Linked DNA regions of Mus musculus: regions 2 and 3 are each linked to region 1. A link is a contact called in public promoter capture Hi-C data. All regions are on one chromosome and are shown on one strand. Each heading gives the region's core, a stretch centred on a gene start, on an enhancer-like site or on the middle of the called end of the contact. The rest is flanking DNA. Distances are from core to core; before and after follow the strand shown. Region 1 holds the start of Snx31 (sorting nexin 31). Region 2 holds the start of Polr2k (polymerase (RNA) II (DNA directed) polypeptide K). Region 3 overlaps Rnf19a (ring finger protein 19A).

Region 1 (5,052 bases), core at 1,087-3,586:
AATTAAAGGTATGGGCCACCACAGCCTGCTTCCTCTCCCTCTCCCTCTCCCTCTCCCTCTCCCTCTCCCTCTCCCTCTCCCTCTCCCTCTCCCTCTCCCTCTCCCTCTCTCTGGTGGAAGTGGAATGGTCCCAAAATCCTTTTAATTTTTTATAATTCCATTTATTTGATTGTGGAGTGGGAGCTCATGCGTGAGGTCAGAGGACAACTTGCAGGAGTTAGTGGTTTTCTACATGAGTTCCTGGAATTGAACTCAAGTTAACAGGCTTTGCAGCAAGTGCCGCTGAGCCATCTTGCTAGCCCCAAATTCTTATTAGTCTGACCAAATATAAGGTACCATAAAAAAGGAAAGGCTGTGTATACTTAAGAGGGGCGTATAAAGTCCTTGCCAGTTTATTTCCTTATAAGCTCTGTGTGACACTCTATGTGTATTATGTTAAATAAAGGTTATAACTTTGCTAACAAGGGATTTGGCTGTAGGATTGAATTTAACCAGGCACAGAGGCACACACACCTTTAATCCCAGCCCTGGGAGGCAGGGTCAGATCTCTCATAGTGAGGAGGTCCAGGACAGCCAGAGCTACATAGTAAGACTGTTTCAAAAAAATTAAAGAATTGACTTTCTATCCTGTAGGAATAAGAAGGAGTTCCTGTCCAGGTGGCACGTTCCTGAGTTCTTGTCAGCCAGGGTAATTCATAAAAGGCTGAGTCTGATAAAAAGAAGGGTCTCTGTGAGGTGCCATGTGACCTGTGCTCTCTGACAGCATCAGCTGCAGCCCTGTCCCCAGCAAAACCCCCTCAAGGGCTGCAGCTGACCCTCTGATGTTGAACCCTGGTAACATCTGCTGTGTGAGCTCTCTGGCTGGCTCAGCTCTCTGTGCCTTTAGATAAATACAGCCAGTTTAACTGACGCCCCCGTGATTTGCCTGGGATACTTTCCCCAGCTCTGAAGAAGCCTGTGAAGGCAATGTCAGCTTGTGGGGACCCCGTTGCACAGGGAGCATCAGCAAGAGGGGAACTCCAAAAGCCTTGCAGACCATTGGGTGCTCCCCTTGCCAGGTGCTGGCCTCCCCAGCTCCCCCATCATTCTGAGCTAATCTGGTTTTCCTATCCACCTCACACTCTTTTCTTTTTTTTTTTTTTTTTTTTTTTAGATTTATTTATTATTTTATGTAAGTACACTGTAGCTGTCTTCAGACACACCAGAAGAGGGAGTCAGATCTTGTTACGGATGGTTGCGAGCCACCATGTGGTTGCTGGGATTTGAACTCTGGACCTTCGGAAGAGCAGTCGGGTGCTCTTACCCACTGAGCCATCTCACCAGCCCCCTCACACTCTTTTCTTTTAGGTCTGAGACAAGTCTGTGTAGCCCAGGCTGGTCTTGATTTCTCTATCCCTCACCTCAGTCTTCCATGGGCTAGGACTACAGGAATGTGCCACCCTGCCTGACTTTTATCTTCTTCCTCTTTGCCTATTTACACCCCCTGTTCCTATCTGCCACTGTCACATCCTCTGCTTGGAAGACAGCTCCTGGACCAGTCCCTTCCCAAGCCCCAGTCAGTCTCCCAGAAACCCCCCCTAGATTGCATAAGATGCTTTTGAGTCTTGTGACACTTTCTGACTACCACAAGCCAATCTGTATCGATGTAGCTCATGAGTCTTGGGTTTGCTAACAAAGGGACTTGGAAAGGTGGGCCAGATAAGACCGTGTTAGAACTAGAAGCTGTACAAAGCACACTTGTCCCAGTTGACTCTACTCTGGGATAGGTCTGAGGGCTCTGAGCGCAAGAGGCTAGAGGAAGGCTATTACTCTGCAACTGGTCATTATGGTCTTGTTCATGTTATAAGGCTGACCTGAAGTTGAAGATGTTGGTATAGGAGATAGCTCTGGGATTTAAAGAGTGCCTATAGTTCACAAATCAGGAGCCTGTAGCCAGCCCTCCTCCTCTACCACCACCACCACCACCACCACACCCACACACACACAGTCCAATGTCTTTCAGAGTAACACAATCCAAGCTCACCTGTTCATCCCAGCGGTGCAGCTGGCTGTAGCGTACTTTGCAGAAGAGGAACCCGTCCAGGTACACGGAGTACAACTGAAAGCACAGACACCCGCCTGTTATCCTAGGCGAGGATGAGGACTGGGGTAGGAGGTGCCCAGGGTCACCGAGCCCCTCCCCACCCAACCGACCCCGGGCCCCAGACGCACCACGTAGCGGCCCCCCAGCGCGTCTGGCCGCTGCTGGGACACCGGGATGCAGAAGTGCATCTTCATGGCTCTGGCGATGACCAGGGACAGCGTGGAGAACAGGACCTGCCGCCTAGAGTCTGGGCTGGGTCCTGAGCTCCCACTCCTGCCTTGGGTCTGCGGGTGGGCGGGGTCTGCGCCTGGCTCCGCCCCACCCCGCCCCGCTCCGCCCCGCCCCGCTCCCTCCACTAAACCTCAGCCTGATTCTCAGGCTGGACTAGAGACGTGCGCACACAATCAGGGTTCAGAGGGACCTCAGGGATGCCAGATCTCAGGCCAGGGTCACCCTGGAGGCCAGAGGCTGGAATTTTAGAGACTTTTGAGGAGGAAAACGTGCCTCTGTGGTGCAGGGAGGGAGGGACAGTGTCGAATTCATTTTCAGAGAGCTCAGCCCACAAAAGTTAAGAATCCTGTCTCTAGCCACATGAACATTTTATACAGCTGCCAGAAAGTCACTGATCCAACCCTGCCCCAAATCATCAGAGCCAGGCAGCTTGCCTAAGGAAACAGAGCTTCTCCAGGGGCCACTTCAGGGGCCAGGTCTCCTGTCTGTGACCAACAGAATGTCCACTTCCAGAGTGAGGGGGATGAGATGGCATTCAGATCCGCCTCATACCGGATCTCCTGGCATTTTCTACGGAGGGTGCCTTGATGATTTGGGAGTTTCCCATCACCCCAGCGCTGGCTACAGTATACTGTGGATTAAGATTAGAAAGGGGAAAGGAGGTATACCTTGGAAGTACCCTATCACAGGAGCATTAGGCTCAGGGTTTTTTTGTTTGTTTCTTGTTTTGTTTTTGTCTTAACCTTTTTAAAATGTATCATGGTGTGCAGTCCATATGTAACACTGCTTTGATGGTTTATTGTTGCTGTTTTGTACATATGATTTTTATTTTTTTGATTGGAAGTGGCTTGTTGTCTTATTCTTGTTTTTTAAGTCTTCTTTCTCTCATTATAGGAAATTTAAAACATGGATGTGGCCTGGGTCTCTCTTACCTGGGGAAGCCCTGTTCTTGAGTAGATACCGCTCTCCGTGGCTGGGTTCTTAGGAATCTTTGTTCCCAGAATCTTTCACCGACTTCTTGGTTTTTCACTGTTGATATTGATTAATTCTATTAACTTGTGAATATGGTAAAAACTGATTGTGAACTTGGTGGGATTTAGAATCACCTAGGAGCTAAACCTCTGGGTACATCTGTGAGTTGTCTGTCAACAGACTGAGCGGCACCTCCGACAGGGGACCAGGGGACGGGAAGGAACAAAAGAAGAGTCAGCTTCGCACCAGCGTTATTGATCTCCTGACTGCAGAATTTGAAAGTGGTCAAGCAGGGAAAAAAAGGAAGTGGTCTGACGCTCTCACCAATGCCCAGAGACCTCCTCTTCAAGGACCACATTTGGAAACCTGGAGAAACAGGCCAGAGTAAGAGCACACTGCTCTTCTAGAGAACATGGGTTCAATTCCCAGCACCTACATGACAGCTCACAGCTGTCTATAACCCCAGTTCTAGGAGATCTGATGTTGTTTTTGCCTTCCTTGGGCACCAGGCATGTGCACAGCACAGACACCCATTGAGGCAAAACACTCATATACAAAATATAATTAAAATAATTTTTAAAAATTAAAAATAATAGTATTTGTACCATCATTCTATCAGCATGACTTTGGAACTTTTAAATTATTTTAAAGTTAGATTTACTCATTTGTACTGGATTTACTAGAATGTGTTGAGGTCACAGGACAACTCACAGAACTCTGTTCTCTCCTTCCACTCTGTGAGTCCCAGGCTCAGGTCTCCCAATTCCCCCCACCTCCCTCAGCACAAGCAGCAGGTCACCTGATTTGTCATGATAGCTTAGTTTACCATTTTGAATATAAGTGGAATCAGGCTGTGTGTACTGTGTGGCCCAGCTCCCTCTGCACAGCATAGTTATTTAGAGATTCCTCTAGCTCATATGCAGAGTTTGCACTTCTTTTTAAATTATTTATTTATTTATTTATTTATTTATTTTTGCTTAGTGGTGTTGCATTTTATAATTTGCATCCTTTTTCATTGCTAAGTAGTATTCCGCTGTATATCTATGTCACAAAGTGTTTATCTAGCTCTATTGGTATGCTCACTTGGATTACTTACATAGAGTGAGTTTGGGGCTTATCATTAATATTTTACAAATATTACTTTAGGCTAAATACTTCTTACAACTTTATGGAAGAATACTACTCAGTTTGTGGTGAGATTAATTCCTCATAAGTCTAAGGTAAGTTAGGAACACAGTGGTAAGTGGTTAGTGCATTTAAAGTGTGTTCCCTAGCTTAGAGAGACAGCATGTGGTAGTGTCATGATTCAGCAGCTAAGTGCAAGCTTCCACTGCCCACAGTCTCAGGGAGGGCTGGACCATGTGCCGACAGCCAGTTGTGGTGGTCAGTGTTAATTCTCAAGTTGGCAGGATCTAAAAATCATCTGGGAGATGGGCCTCTGAGCATGCCTGCGGGAGTTATTCTGACTGCAGTGGTTGATTTGGGGAGGCCTGCCCACTGTGGGTGTTGCCATTCCCTAGCCAGGATCCGAGGCCGCAGAAGGTGTCAGAGGTAGGCTCATGTGCATCATTCTCTGTTTCCTGAGTGTGGGTGGGATGTGATGAGCTGTTTCACATGCCTGTGACCTTGGCTTTTCCACCATCACAGACTGACCTGTCTCCTTTAAGGTGCTTTCCTCAAAATATTCTTATCACAGTAAATGGGGGACGGGGATTAAAACACTGAAAAAGTATTAATTTTTTATTATAGTGTGTTTCTGCTGAATG
Region 2 (5,052 bases), core at 1,751-4,250, 380 kb before region 1:
CAGCCCCACACATGTTTTGTATTAGAAAGTTTGGTACTTGAACAGATTTAGAATCTAGCAAAAAGTTATGCTTAATGGTATATACTTGTTAGCACTTGGAGACAGGAGGATCTGTGAATTCCAGGCTAGCCTAGGCTACATAGTAAGACTTAAAGAACTCAAGAAGGTGGACCTCAGAAAATCAAATAACCCCCTTAAAAAATGGGGCTCAGAACTGAACAAAGAATTCTCACCTGAGGAATACCGAATGGCAGAGAAGCACCTGAAAAAATGTTCAACATCCTTAATCATCAGGGAAATGCAAATCAAAACAACCCTGAGATTCCACCTCACACCAGTCAGAATGGCTAAGATCAAAAATTCAGGTGACAGCAGATGCTGGCGAGGATGTGGAGAAAGAGGAACACTCCTCCATTGTTGGTGGGATTGCAGGCTTGTACAACCACTCTGGAAATCAGTCTGGCGGTTCCTCAGAAAATTGGACATAGTACTACCGGAGGATCCAGCAATACCTCTCCTGGGCATATATCCAGAAGAAGCCCCAACTGGTAAGAAGGACACATGCTCCACTATGTTCATAGCAGCCTTATTTATAATAGCCAGAAACTGGAAAGAACCCAGATGCCCCTCAACAGAGGAATGGATACAGAAAATGTGGTACATCTACACAATGGAGTACTACTCAGCTATTAAAAAGAATGAATTTATGAAATTCCTAGCCAAATGGATGGACCTGGAGAGCATCATCCTGAGTGAGGTAACACAATCACAAAGGAACTCACACAATATGTACTCACTGATAAGTGGATACTAGCCCAAAACCTAGGATACCCACGATATAAGATACAATTCCCTAAACACATGAAACTCAAGAAAAATGAAGACTGAAGTGTGGACACTATGCCCCTCCTTAGAAGTGGGAACAAAACACCCATGGAAGGAGTTACAGAAACAAAGTATGGAGCTGAGATGAAAGGATGGACCATGTAGAGACTGCCATATCCAGGGATCCACCCCATAATCAGCTTCCAAATGCTGACACCATTGCATACACTAGCAAGATTTTACTGAAAGGACCCAGATGTAGCTGTCTCTTGTGAGACTATGCCGGGGCCTAGCAAACACAGAAGTGGATGCTCACAGTCAGCTAATGGATGGATCACAGGGCTCCCAATGGAGGAGCTAGAGAAAGTACCCAAGGAGCTAAAGGGATCTTCAACCCTATAGGTGGAACAACATTATGAACTAACCAGTACCCCTGAGCTCTTGACTCTAGCTGCATATGTATCAAAAGATGGCCTAGTCGGCCATCACTGGAAAGAGAGGCCCATTGGACACGCAGACTTTGTGTGCCCCGGTACAGGGGAACGCCAGGGCCAAAGGGGGGGAGTGGGTGGGTAGGGGAGTGGGGGTGGGTGGGTAAGGGGGTCTTTTGGTATAGCATTGGAAATGTAAATGAGCTAAATACCTAATAAAAAATGGAAAAAAAAAAAAAAGAAAAAACAAAAAACAAAAAGCAAGAGCTTGAGAGGCAGCTCAGCATTTAAGAGCACTTGCTGTTCTTGCAGAGGACAGGTTCAGTTTTCAACATCTAGGTATGACAGCTTATAACAGTCTGTAGTTCCAGTTTGGGAGGGGGGGTCCAACTATCTCTTCTGATCTCAACTGGCATCCACACATAACTCAAATCACAGTAAATCTTCAAATCTGCTTGCAGTATGAAGTCCTCTTACAATACCCATGGGCTTAACCTAGTGTCATTGTACAGATGTTTAGTGTGCACACTTGTTTTCCTCTTCCTGCTTGTTGAGGAGAAGGGGTACTTTGAAACATGGCTGCTGGTCAAAATATGCTGTTAGTCTGGATGTAGAGGAAGAAGCTGGAAAGTACTGTTTTTCTGATTTCCTTCTGAAAGAAATTATCACTGTGAGCTCATGCATGCTAAACAAGCATTTTATTACTGCTTAAGTAATAAATTACTGCTTATTAAGCCAGCAATTCTAAAAAAACAAATTTAATTGTCATCTAGGAAGACTGGAATTTCTCAAGATGGTCTGTGAATATCAAAGGTTTGAACTAGAAATGAAAGACAAAGCTCAAAGTTCTTCTTGATGGATGGAGAATGGAGAGTAGTTTACTAAGTTACCAGAGTGCCCACTGGGAGAGAAGCCATCTCTTTAATAGTTAACAACTGTTTTTACTTGAATCCCTTCAGGTTATCCATCCTATTATTAAAATAAACGACTGGTGTGAAATAATTGAATGTAAACGTCCTGAACCCAACAGATGTGTTTTACTGAGTTCCAATTTTGATGTGTGAGAACACACACCTGTACTCTACTGAACTGGTCAAACACAGGAAGGAGAGTACTAAGAGAAAAGCTAAAGCCACCAACTAGTCGAAGTAATTGATGGAGCTGCCGTAAGAAAGCCTTGGCTTCAAAAAGGGAGGGAGATGGCAGGCGTTGTGATTTGCGCGATTAATCTCAGCATTGAGGCGGCGAAGACAGAGGATTGTACGGGTTTAAGAGCAGTCTCAGCCTGGGCTTCCCCTTTCCCTCTCTTTCCACTCCCCAACATAAAAAAGAGAGGTGACAGGAAACTAGGAGAGAACTGGAAATTGAAAACAAACAAACAAGCAAACAAAAAACCCACACGGGCATTGAACAATTTGAAAACCGCCATGTGCGAAGTGTCAAATCGTGAAGTATTGGTAGGGTAGCCTGCTGGTGTTCGCCTAAGCATCGGGTCGGTTAAGACTCCAGCATTGCCTGTCTTGGGTTCCTCCTGTATCTGCCATTACACAAGCACAAACCTTCGAATGCCGAGCTGTGGAGATGTTTTGCTACCCCAGAGAGAAGGGCAAATAAAAACAAAACAAAACCCCACAGGAAGCAGGTAGGAGAAAAACGCTGTAACCTGCCTCAGAAACAGAAGCGCCAGTCCCCCCGCACTGCGAGGGAGAGGGGGCGGGGCTTCGTTTCGTCATAAATCGGCGCCGGAAGTTGGCGAGGCAGCGCCGGAAAAAGCTTTTGCGTGCTCAGAGAAGGGACGCTTCTTCCAGCTGTGGAGGTAGGGAGTCTCCGGCTGATGATTTTGGAAGTAAATTTGTGGCAAAACCAGGAGAGACACTTGGCTTTAAAATCTTTGTGGGCAGCCGGGAGAGGTAGCACACTCCTGCCATTTGAGCGCTTGGAAGCAGAGGTAGGAGAATTCCGCCTTCAACCAGCGCCTTGACTTTGAGCCTGGCTTAGGTTACAAAGTGAAGACTCTCAAAGTCTTTTCAAAGAACCAAGCGCGTAAATAAAGATCCCCGGTGGAGTTAGTCTCGAGACAAGCTTTGATGGAGCTATTGCTCCTAGGTCAGATCTGAATTCCTTTGAGGAGTGAGATTGGGCAAACAAACCTCTCCTTAGCCTATTAGTGTATTACTCTTGTGTAAAGAGTAATACACTCTAGGATCGTGAAGACTGTAATAAACATTCCCCCTGGTGTTTATTATTATTGAAATTGTGGGTTTTGTTTTGTTTTGTTTTGTTTTGTTTTGTTTTGTTTCGAGACAGGGTTTCTTTGTGTAGCCCTGGCTGTCCTGGAACTCGATTTGTAGACCAGGCTGGCCTGGAACTCAGAAATCCGTCTGCCTCTGCCTCCCAAGTGCTGGGATTAAAGGCGTGTGCCACCACCGCCCGGCGAAAATGTGTTTTATTCTTAAGACCCAGCCCACACCACAGTTTGGGGGAACTATAGGTATAGATAAAGAATTGCGACTTTTCCTTTTTTTTTTTTTTTTTTTTTTTTTGTTTCCCCATCTGTAATACTGGGTATTTATCCTTGGGCCTCTGCATGCTAGGCAAACATTCTATTGCGTTTTTCTCTAAGGCCGGAAAATAAGAACCTTGTATTGCGTCTGAGAAAAAAAAAAAAGAGGCATGTTTTGTGCGAAGACCCTGATACTCAGTCTTTGTCTCTGATTTCAGGCACTAACAATGGACGCTCAGAAAGATGTTCAACCACCAAAGCAGCAGCCAATGATATATATTTGTGGAGGTAAAATTGACATTCATTTAAATAATGCTTTACTTAAAAAAACAACCACCACCCAAAAATCCTCTCTTACATGAGTAAAATTATAACGTGGAGCACTTTAGCGATTGTTAATGTAAAATCCCCCTCCCTTATTAAGATCTCTTCCTTTTATCTGGAAAAGGTGTACTGCCTACAGCCCTTCTTTCTCCTTGGTCTGTTTTGGCAATAATCGGGCACTTGGATGCTTTGGTGCCTTTTGGTTTGCTCCAGTTGAAATCTGTAGTTATCATTTGCTTCCCCCATAGTGTTTCTCTTTCAAGCATTGAATAAATGTGCTTTCTTTCCCAGAGTGTCACACCGAAAATGAGATAAAGTCCAGGGATCCCATCAGATGCAGAGAATGTGGATACAGAATAATGTACAAGAAAAGGACTAAAAGATGTATCCTTTCAAGCACATGTTCTAAATGTGCAGAGGAAGTGACTAATACTTGGACTGATAAAGACTAAGACCCGATAAAAGTAGTAATAACTTTTGGATTATCTATTTTTTAAGTAGAGTGCATGTGGACTTATTAAGAATGAGAGCTGAGAGAGTGGAGACTCCACAGGAGGTACACCCAGATTAATTATTTTAATAGGATTTATTTTTCCCAAAACTTGGGCGGCGGGGCCCGGTGAATTCAAGGCCAGCTTGGTCTATGTTTAGTATTCCAGACCAGCTAGAGCTACTTAGTGAGACCCAGTCTCAAAGAACCAAATGGGGGCTAGAGAAACGGATCAGCAGATAACAGCATTGCCTGGTTTATCCAAGGGCCCATTTCTAGAACCATGATTGCTCACAGTCACAGGTGGTTGGATAGACAGACCCCTGACCCTAGGGACCCAAATGGTACAATATATGCATGCAGGCAAAAGCACTCATGCATAAAATAAACCTAAGTAAAGAAATTTAAACCCTAATAAGTACATTTTCAATTTATTCATTTATTTAGGGTATCACTGACCATCCTAAAACTCTGGCCTC
Region 3 (5,052 bases), core at 1,754-4,253, 310 kb before region 1:
AGAGAGAAGAGGGAGAGTGAGCCTAGTAAAGGGAGACGGTATAATGAAGACACGAGTCCTTTCCTGTCTGAGGACTCACCTATGGCTGCGTTAGTCCCACCGACGTTTATGTCATTCTCATCATCAAACTCAATCCTCACTCCTTTCCCATTGCCCGCAGAGACACCACAACCCCCACTTCGGCAGAGAGAAATTGGGACCACACCATAGACATAAGCTAGCATGATGGGAACACCAATGCCTAGAAGGGAGTAAAATCAAGTCATTAGAAACCAAAAATAAACCACAGAAATATGATGTCTATTTCAGGAGAAGGTATACAGAGCTCTGAAGATCTGGCTAGAATACAGCAAATACAAGACTCCCAGGTAGCCTTCGGGTATCCATGAGGGACAGAAGAGTCTGTGAACTTTTTAAGTACAAGCTCCTCAACGCAAGTGGAGGAGAAGGGCTACTCAATCAGTTATCCTGACCGGTTCTTGGGGACCAAATAGGGCCTTATGTGTATGTCTGAGGGAAGCGCTGAAACCCTGAACTAAAGCCCCAGCCTTAAAACTAGGTTCTCCAGTATACAGTACTTTAATGAAGTTACTTGAGAAATCTTCTGTAGGTTTTCTACTTAAACTGCTTCTTCATTTTAAAAGTAATACTCTTAGCAACAACATAGTAGTTAAAAATACCTTTCTAAGATGTAAAGCCCATTCTTACCTACAGTCACTGCAGCTACCACCGGAGACACGATTACAGACAGGGTGACACCGCCTGCTATGGCCAGATTCCGCTTATGTTTTGAAACATCTTTGCCTTCATAGCGATTATGAATCTTAAATTTAAATGGGAATGGAAGTTTAGAGAGAGAAAAAATTATAAATTTAGTTTAGATGAAACAGTTCTTCTCATATAAGAAAGCTGAAGTAATTTCTCACACAATCCCAATCAAATGCTCTACTTCAAGGTAAACCACAATATCAAAATTGCTCCTTATTAAGGACCTGGTTACAGAAGAAGGCAGTGGCTCAGGAGATCTTAGTTTGAGTCACAAGTTAAACGTCTTTCTTGTGTACAATGCTGCTTTAAAGCTGGCCCAGGCCATGAGATTCCATCTCACAAAAACAGTATTAGAGTTCCACAGGTTTCTCTCTAAAGAAGACCCCCTGAATCTGCCCCAGGAGAGGTTTCTGCGATTGTTTTTACTCTTAAGAAAAAGCTGAGTCTAAGCAGGAGCTGTATGAATCAAATATCACTAAAATACAACTTTTCTCCAGATACCTTTTTATGATAGAAAATATTAACAAAATTATTATCAAAATCCTATTTGTAGTTCAAATAAATAGACAAGGAAAAGTAACAGTTACCAAAGGAGTTAAATTTACTTAGCATCATTGTACAATCCACATTAGTAAATAGAATTATTGCCATAAAAATGGATTGTGAGTTATTAAATGAAAGTGGGAAATACTTTAGTAGCTTTGTTCTTGGGCCTGTAGGAGCCAAACTAATGAAGGGCATTTCCCCATCTGTTTCAAGACATCTTGTGAACAGTGAACAGCCTCCAGAGCACACAGGTAGTCTCTAACGTAAAGTGCTAGGTCCTCCCTTCTATGTTTTGTTCTACAGATCCTTTTCAGCCATTCCTGGGCATGGTCCTGCAGCAGGGCAAAGCTAAGCTACACAGATGAGATCATGGGAAGGAAAGGAACCCTCTGTCAGCTTTTGCTCTCCCCAATCCCCCCCCCCCCACTTCCTTCTTTTCTTCCTAAGACAGGACATTGCTCTATATACAGTCCAGGCTGGCCTTGAAGTTGAGGTAATCCCCCTGCCTCAGCCTCTCATGTGCTGGGAGTATAGATGTACAGCACAGCCTATCATCTTTGGAGGCTTCTACTAGTTTCTTTCATTTTTAAAACTTCATTATATGTGTATGTGACCCATGTGTGTGCCCTTTGGCCAGAGAGGCCAGAAGAGGTCACTGGATCCTTTGGGACTAGAGTTACAGATAGTTGTAAGCTGCCCACTGGTACTGAGAACTCTTCTGGAAGAGTCTTAATCACTGAGCCATCTCCCGAGACCTCACCCCTAGCTTCTTAACACCTAACCTCATGTAGCTCAGGCTTTCCTCAACTCATCATGTAGCCTTGAACTCCTGATCCGCCTGCTTCTACCTCCTAAATGCTGGTGATATGCATGCCTAGCTTGTTTGTTATTCTTGGCACATCTTCTACTTTTTGTTGTAACTAAAAGCTGTTTTCTGGCACTTTCTGGACTTACTAGGTTTTCCTGAGCTGATACAATCCCAAACATCACAGAACATTATTTAAAGGAAACACTAATACATCAACCTGCCCTTTAGGTACATGTATAAACAACAATAGGCACTTCACATTTTTTGTGATGCAGAGTCTTGGACTACAGCCTAGCCTGGCCCATAATTGCTACAATCCTGGTTTAGCCTCCCAAGCACTGGAGCTTTCAATAAAAATCTTTTTGGTAAACTGCATGAAAGGTTATTAAAATAGGCTCCTTTGCTGCTTAGTGTTTTGTCAACCTGACATAAGCTAGAATCATTTGGGAAGAGGGACCCTTAACAGAGAAAATGCCCATACTAAACTGGCCAGTGGTGGCACACACCTTTAATCTCGGCATTCCAGAGGCAGAGATGGTTGATCTCTGAGTTCAAGGCCAGCCTGGTCTACAAAGCAAGTTCCAGGACAGCCAGGGCTTCAGAGAAACCCTGTCTGAAAAAACAACAAAAAAACCAAACAAGCAAAAGGAAGGAAGGAAGGAAGGAAGGAAAGAAGGAAGGAAGGAAGGAAGGAAGGAAGGAAGGAAGGAAGGAAGGAAGGAAGGAAGGAAGGAAGGAAAATGCTCACACTAGATTAACCCATGGGCATGCCTGTGGGGGCATTTTCTTGATTAATGCTTGATAACCCAGCCTACAGTAGGTGTTTCCACCTCTGGGCAAGTGGTCCTGGGTCATATAAGAACACAATCCAGGAAGCAGAGCTCTTCAAGGAATGTACTTCAGTTCCTGCCTCCAGGCTCCATCCCAACTTCCTTCCATGATCAACTGTGATCAGGAAGCTAAACCAAATAAGCCCTTCCACCGCCAAGTTGCTTTTGGTCATTGTGTTTTATCACAGCAACAGTTTGTATATTGGAAATAATTTATTTTTCTTCTTTGTAGTGTTCTGAATAAAATCCAGGCCCTTGCACATGCTGTACGCTCTACCACCATGCTGTGGCCCTAACTCACTCACTTTACAGGGTTATTTAAGAGCCTTCTGAAATAAACACTTAGAGATATCTATGTTCCTCCTCACCAGTCACCAAAACTTTTTTTTCTTTTTCCTATCTGGGATCTAACAGAGAACCTCCTTAGACAAAGTACTGTACCAACCAGCTATATGCCTTTCTATGAAAACTAATTAAAAAGTAATGTTGGTTTTCCTTTTTTTTTTTTTTTGGATTGTATTTTCAGGGCTAGAAGGATGGCCCAGCAGTTAACAGTACATGCTGCTCTTCCAGAGAGCGGAGTTTGAGTACCAGCACTACATGGCGGCTCCTAACTGTCTGTAACTCATTCTGGGGGAATCTCATGCTGTCTTCTGGCTTCTGCAAGCACCAGACATGCAGGCAAATGAAGTACATGTAGCTGTCTTACAGAAGAAGATCATTCTCATCCTAAGTGTAGGAGCACTATGCATACACAGAACTAAGACACAATGGGAAGTCTGACTCCACCTAAGTATTTCCTAACAACAGTGGCTGTGGTGGCTGTCATGTCACCTCGACACAAGCTCGAGTCATCTGAGAGGAGCAAACCACAATTGACAAGAAGCCTCCATAAGATCCATCCGGCTCTAAGGCCTTTCCTTAATCAGTGACTGGTGGGGCCCAGTGATGGTGGGTGGTGCTGTATCTGGGCTGGTGGTCCTGGGTTCTATAAGAAAGTAGGCTGAACAAGCCTTGGGGAGCAAGCCAGTAAGCAGCACCCTTCCATGGCCTCTGCAGCAGCTCCTCCTCCAGGTTCCTAATGTGTTTGAGTTCCTATTCTTTTGTTTGTTTGTTTTTTTGTTTTTCAAGACAGGGTTTCTCTTATAGCTCTGGCTATCCTGGGACTCACTTTGTAGACCAGGATGGTCTCAAACTCAGAAATCTGCACCACCACTGCCCAGCTTGAGTTCCTATTCTTGTTTCTTTCAGTGATAGAATACAAGGTGAAAGTATAAGCCCAATAACTCTTTCCCTCCTTGCTTTTTTTTTTTTTTTTGGTCATGGTGTTTTATTGCAGCAACAGAAACCCAAGCTAAGAAGCAGCCATCTGGCAATAGCATAGATAAGTACTTTCTCCAGGACTGGGTGCCCAATGGCTAGACTGAAACTTATGAGGGACTTCATATACAGATTTACTTGGACTCAAATCCCTTTCTATGTGATTAAAGATCAATTATAGAACCTTTCTAAACCGCACTGTTGTTCAGAGGGTAACAGTATTTGCTGTCAAGCCTGACGATCTGAGCGTGACCCTGCACAACACAGTTGAAGCAGAAAACCAACTCTAGCAAGTTGTCCTCTAACCTCTACTCAGGCTCACATGCACACCATGAACAAGTAAATGTAAACTTTACTATTCCAACACACAGATTAGAAGCTAAAATACCTAGGGTGCTACGTTAGGATTAGTCATTGGCTGAGTGTGGTGAAACCACCTTTCCTTTGGGAAGCAGAGGCAGGCTGATCTCTGAGTTCCAGAACAGCCACGGCCACACGGTGACTACACAGGGACACCCCACCCTCCATATAGTTTGGACTTTTCAACTGTTAATTTCCCTATGAAAATGGCTTTCTTTGTTCTTATTCGTCTAGGATTACATAATTTCTTGACATTTACTTAATTTAACTGAGATGGCAACAGACTTCTTAGTACTTCATAAATTATTTCATTAGTTCTTCAAAAAAAGGTTACTTAGCTAATGACACATATCAACGTTTATAGGACAGCAGTAGGGATCAGCAAATGCTGGCAATGGACTTCCAGCAAAGACTGCTATA

What was found. Promoter capture Hi-C pulls out the DNA fragments that hold promoters and counts their contacts.
Region 2: a contact with region 1 is called in a promoter capture Hi-C map of neural stem cells. The contact joins the promoter of Polr2k here to the promoter of Snx31 in region 1. A contact is called at or near these places in 17 of 39 promoter capture datasets (the C10 cell line, the HPC-7 cell line, HPC-7-derived erythroid cells and 11 more), 2 of 15 datasets of contacts at CTCF or cohesin (the NIH/3T3 cell line and stem cell-derived epiblast-like cells), 7 of 484 Hi-C or Micro-C datasets (CD4 T cells, the G1E-ER4 cell line, Th17 cells and 3 more), 16 of 115 datasets of contacts at active chromatin or transcription factors (the SCID.adh cell line, T-cell acute lymphoblastic leukemia, acute myeloid leukemia and 12 more) and 5 of 9 other capture datasets (adipose tissue, embryonic stem cells, liver and 2 more).
Region 3: a promoter capture Hi-C map of trophoblast stem cells shows a contact between it and region 1, with 2.7 times the contacts expected there. The contact joins the enhancer-like site here to the promoter of Snx31 in region 1. A contact is called at or near these places in 17 of 39 promoter capture datasets (the 3T3-L1 cell line, the HPC-7 cell line, HPC-7-derived erythroid cells and 11 more), 1 of 115 datasets of contacts at active chromatin or transcription factors (effector CD8 T cells) and 1 of 9 other capture datasets (embryonic stem cells).

Annotation. Positions count from the first base shown.
Region 1 is chr15:36,553,237-36,558,288 of GRCm38.p6, forward strand. Snx31 (sorting nexin 31) reads right to left here and starts at 2,337. Exons shown (of 14, transcript NM_001347022.2): 1 at 2,212-2,337; 2 at 2,024-2,098. The coding sequence starts at 2,277.
Region 2 is chr15:36,171,010-36,176,061 of GRCm38.p6, forward strand. Polr2k (polymerase (RNA) II (DNA directed) polypeptide K) reads left to right here and starts at 3,001. Exons shown (of 4, transcript NM_023127.3): 1 at 3,001-3,072; 2 at 3,978-4,047; 3 at 4,375-4,467. The coding sequence starts at 3,987.
Region 3 is chr15:36,247,043-36,252,094 of GRCm38.p6, forward strand. Rnf19a (ring finger protein 19A) reads right to left here. Exons shown (of 10, transcript NM_013923.2): 6 at 709-823; 7 at 80-241. Among named protein-coding and RNA genes, the nearest start is that of Mir8097, 9.4 kb to the left of the region's middle. Within about 2 kb of position 3,004, at least 4 of the 459 cell types and tissues checked have an H3K27ac peak or open chromatin away from gene starts, as enhancers often do. A contact at or near this core is called in trophoblast stem cells, where this site is marked.